Regions from separate parts of the Mus musculus genome. Here region 2 is linked to region 1. The links are chromatin contacts, called in public HiChIP or PLAC-seq maps. All regions are on one chromosome and are shown on one strand. The core of a region is the stretch at or near the end of the contact, and the rest is flanking DNA. Distances in the headings are between cores, read along the strand shown.

Region 1 (2,524 bases), core at 14-2,513:
CCACAAATCTTAGAGAATTCAAATGCTTGCTATTCTCTTATGCCCCCATCCTCAGTTTCACTTAATGTGCCTCCACACCCCTGGGAGATTTTTTTTTTGTTTCTGATTTCTGCTGTTCCACTAGACCCACAGAATTCCTCATCATTACAGTCCAGGGTATTCCTGTTTAGTATATAATTCTATCTGTGCAGTAGTTAATATCTTTGCCATTGGTCCATGATGTATTCCTTCCTTTGGCAGCCCATGAAAACCTCCCTCTGCCTATGTCAAGTGTTGGGAGAGACTTAGCAATAGAGATGAAGAATTCATGTCTCTTGGAAGTGAATTAGCATATAAAAAAGTTAGAAGGGAGTTGTGTTGTGTCTTTGTGGTGGGGAATCACAGGATTAATATTTTACAGTTGAAAATTCTTGTTTTACACACTGTCCAGAACTATCTTAACCTAAGGCCAACATCACCTAATGTTAACTTCATATTCTATTCCCATTTCCCTGTGATTTCAAACCCAGCACCAGACGTCCTTTCGTAATTATTCATAGCAATGCTTTCCAATGTCTAAAGCAAAATTAATGTTGAACTTATCTTTTCCCCTCTCAAAACAGTGACTTATGTTTTTTCATTCATAATTATCTTATGGATTTTTAATTTGACTGTTTCCATAATTGAATCTTCTATTCCTTTTAAAATCCCCCAAATAATATTAAATAATCATTATCATCACACAGAAATTTGGCTGAACCAAGTTCATGTTCACAGATGACTGGCTAATACAAATACCTGTTTCATCTAATTAACTTCCAGTATTTTATGCCTATTGATTGCCTTGATTGATGAATAGATGCATAAATATATAAGTGGAGAATGTTTCCAATGTTGACTTTTTATTCATTTCCACTAGGCGTTTTTTCCTTCTGTGTCGGCTAGCAACTTTTTAGCAGATGGTGTTTTCTTCCTGGTTACCATTCTAGGAGGTACTCTGCATTTCTCAACATTCCTGGCAATTTTGAGGCCATGAGTGATTGAAAGGTCATTGGGCACTGAGTATGATGGATAGCAGAACAGAGTACAAAGGCGCTGTTATTAAGTTTCATTTACATTCTTGTGTTTTTATATCAATTACCAAGAAGAATACACATTTTTTATTATTGTTTAAATGTAAGTCATAAGCTTAGATAAAATCTGCCCCCAAGTTCTCTATCAGGAAAGCAAATAATAGCTCAGAGCAATTCCTTTGTATGCACAGTTAATCATTAATTTTATTAGGAAAGGGACTGCCTTGTTTCCACCCAGGACACCATGTTTCTCTCTATCCTTCTTACTCTCGGCCTTAGGTGAGTCAGTTTGTGATTACAGTGTCAGTAAGTCATTCATCATATCCTCTTGGCAATAGAACTCTTTTCATCAGAAAAATTTGCAGACTTGGGGTGGTTGAGCCTATCACCCATATTATTCAAGTTCTTGATTCACTGCAATCTTCCCTTAAAATGAGACATTTCTTCATTCTGGATCAAGTTAGAGTTTATCTGATGTAGTGTGCTAGACCAGCAATCTCATTTGTCTGATTCTTAATATACTTTAGAGATGATCCTAATCTTTGCTTTCATAAATAATAAAAATCAAGAATTTTACACACTCTCTAAGTTCACTGAGCTTTTTTGTTGATACAAGGCTGAAACCAGTATGTAATGAAAAGTTATAACTTTTCAATTCCTAGAATTGTATTTTTGATATATATGGGTGTATATTTGTTCCTGATGCTACTGTAGTAATGATGTATATATATATATATATATATATATATATATATATATATATACATATATACATATATAAAATATCTTTTAAGTTATTAATTGCAGTATTTTTATTGCAATATATATTTTACATATATTTTCAATCTACTTTAAGAAAAATGGCCATAAACATGATTAGAGTTCACAAAAATTCCAAAAATAAAAGCACAGAAAGTTAATTTTGGAGACTGGATATTTTTGTTGATAATTCCTTACCTTCACTCAGAAAGACAGAGAATTTCTCAGAGTTATAATAATGGCTCCAATACCGAGAGAAGCCTTTTTTTTGTGTGGCAGTCACTTGTTGCCTGCCTTGATGTTAGACGGCTGTGAAGGTTTCAGGGCACTTTGGATCAGTCCTCCTTTCTCAGTATGTTTTAAAACTTTAATATCTGAATTTTACATCCTGAGTGCAGTTCCTCTTCCCCCTTTCCTCCCAGTCTCTTTCCCTAAACCCTATCCATTTCTCTTCAACTCCTCTTCTGTGTCTCTTCAGAAAAGGACCATCCTGGACGGGTAGCACTCAGCAGTAAGACTAGGCACCTCTTTGCCTATTAAAGCTAGACACTGCAACCTAGAAGGAGGAAGGCAGTCCAGACACATGCAGCAGAGATAGCGACAGCCCCTGCTCCCACTGTTAGAAGTAGACCAAGCTACACAACTCTAGGGAGGGCTGAATTCAAGGCCCATGCAGCCTCCCTGGTTGGTGGTTCAGTCTCTTTGAGCCTCTC
Region 2 (2,524 bases), core at 14-2,513, 550 kb before region 1:
GCTTCTGTGCTGGCCATTGTTGTAGAGTTCCCACAGAGTTGATCTAGTGAGTGGATAAGCACTGAGCTTTAAAACATGATTATTTAAGTTTAAGAACCACACCCAAAGAAGGATGCTTCCTCTCAGCTGCCATTTCATGGCAGGATGGAGAGTTATAATTGAAATATACAAGAGTACACTATCAGCCCTTACAGCATTTAGCTTAATGTTCACCAAGTCATAGGTGACGACACTTCGAATTTATTACCCATATAATCTGCCAATGCAAAGAATATTGGCAGCAATCTAGGCCAACCTGGGCAACGTCCGCAGTAATGCCACAGTTATAAGGATGTCTCTGGTGGGGACCCAACTGGTCCTTTAAGTCCCTAGACATAGCAACCTGAGCCCCAGGGCCCTGTGGCCAAGAAGAAGAGAGTGGAACTCAGCCTTGTGGCCCTGCGAATACACCACTGGATAAGCCCTACCTTGAATGGGTATCTTACAACAAACCTTTGCTGTGACAGCAGGAAGTTGTCATTTACAAAGTTCACACCCAAGAGCCAACTGCATGGTTGGCTTTTTCTTTTTAAACTGTAAACAATATAATAGTCTTATAGGCAAGACAACTTAGGTGGCTTGCATTCATGTCTGCCATTGGCTATATGTAGCCCCAGACCACAAGTTGAGGGAGCCTGGAAGGTGGCGCTCCTGAAGGAATCAGAGGAGCCAATTTCACCTGCAAACAGTGTGCAGGTGAAGGGAGTGAGACATTCCTCCCTCTTATCCCAGCAGCAACCTGGCATCTGATAGCTTTGTGACTCATATTAGGTCTGTGAACTCAGACAAGAAACACAAGCAAACCCCACAGCTCCCTCTTCATCTGCACTTCCCCTCTTCGGCCCCCTCAGCTTCTCACCTCCTGCTGCCATTGTGAATAGAAGCAGGGTTGCTTCAGCTGATTCAGAGAAGCCCATGTTGAGCCCACATGACTCTGGAAGGAGGTGATTCTGTCAAGTCAAGATCCTGGTTAGTGGGGGCAAGTGGGTTTGGTCAACCAGGTGGCTCCTGCAGAAGAGCCTGGAGTGTGCGTGGTTACCCCAGGAAGCTGAGTCAGAGATGGGATGAAAGTCCTGGGTGAGAGAGTGAGACAGGCCTGGAGCCCACACAGTGCACTAGATAAGCAGAGACGAAGGAGCCTGGTGTTTGTAAAGTGGAGTCTGCCTGCCCCACCTGCTCCTTCCAGTTCCTGGGGCACAGATGACTCAGAACTTGGCAGGACTGCCTGCCTGGTGAACCCAAGCTGCCCCAGGAACTGCTGTACCCCACCCTCTGCCTCACGAACTCCTGTCTGCTCAGCGAGGCAACTCTCCTTCAGGAAGTGGCACTAGCTACTTCTATGAAAAGTGTGTCACCGTGTGGCCAGCCAAGAAGGAACTCTTGATGAGTTTGGTGGTTCAGGACACTTTTAGCAGTTTGGATAAGTCGTGGACTCCTCTCTCCTGATGACAAGATTTTAAAATCCATAAAATAAAGTGCACAGCACATCACAAAGCCAACTATTTTGAAACTGCTCTCAAAGGAAACCAAATATCCTGAAATATGTTTATCAAGTGTTATATTTGCAATATAATGTAAGACACTTGCCTCTTTCCCACACACTGAGTAACCAGATACCCTCAGTGCAGTAGTGACTACCCGTGGCCTGGTTTTATGCTTGCTGGTTTTCTTTTTTTTATGGTGCTGGTAGACGTGGAACCCAGTGCCTTTTGGATGCTAAGCAGGTGGTATACTGCAGAGCTACAGCCCCATCCTACAGGGGCATTTCAAAGTTTTACCAACAATCTTGACCTGCTGCGACCAAGCAGTATCTAAGTTACAAACAAATGTAACATTTCCCATGACACAGTCGCGAAATAGCACAGCTCTTGTGCAGTTGGAGGGTGGGAGAGAGACTTACTAAGAGAAAACACTCTTTGATGCCTCTGACTTATCAATCAAGGCCACGAGCTCAGTTTTTCAAGTTGCCATCCGGGATGTGGAAGCCTGTTAAATGGTAGAACGCAAACTTTGGCCACAGAGGCCCCCTTGCTTTGCTCTCCTCTACTTCCCGCAGAGCTAAGTGCGCTATCCTTCGCTCATCTCCTCTTCCGACTCTGTCTGGACCGTCCCTTCAGTACACGAGGCCATGCTCTAAGGCTGTGGTCCACTGTGGACCTCAACCTGCACACCTGAAAGTTTTCACCATTTCATTCACTGTGGGAGGTGCGCAGGGCTAACTGAACAAAAAATCGTGACTTGCTTCTAAATATTGGTGTGGCTAGGCCTAGTGGTGCCAACCTGTCATCGCAGCTATATGGGAGGATGTAGCAAGAGGATCCTTGCTTGGCTTACAAAAATAAGTGTACAGCCAGCCTGGGTGACTTAGCAAAATCCTGACTTATATAGCACATTGAAAAAAAAAAAAAAAAATCTAGGAAGTAGGTCCATGTGGTAGAATGCTTGCCTAGCACGCATGAAGCCCTGTGTTCAGTTTCCAGTACAA

Evidence for each region. HiChIP or PLAC-seq counts read pairs in DNA pulled down with a chosen protein or histone mark.
Region 2: a FOXA1 HiChIP or PLAC-seq map of pancreatic cancer cells shows a contact between it and region 1. The contact joins two enhancer-like sites. A contact is called at or near these places in 2 of 484 Hi-C or Micro-C datasets (embryonic fibroblasts and uterus) and 1 of 115 datasets of contacts at active chromatin or transcription factors (pancreatic cancer cells).

The regions. Positions count from the first base shown.
Region 1 is chr8:8,053,215-8,055,738 of GRCm38.p6, reverse strand. No RefSeq gene overlaps it. Among named protein-coding and RNA genes, the nearest start is that of Gm31401, 28 kb to the left of the region's middle. Within about 2 kb of position 1,263, at least 13 of the 459 cell types and tissues checked have an H3K27ac peak or open chromatin away from gene starts, as enhancers often do. A contact at or near this core is called in pancreatic cancer cells, where this site is marked.
Region 2 is chr8:8,601,535-8,604,058 of GRCm38.p6, reverse strand. No RefSeq gene overlaps it. Among named protein-coding and RNA genes, the nearest start is that of Gm31463, 26 kb to the right of the region's middle. Within about 2 kb of position 1,263, at least 109 of the 459 cell types and tissues checked have an H3K27ac peak or open chromatin away from gene starts, as enhancers often do. A contact at or near this core is called in pancreatic cancer cells, where this site is marked.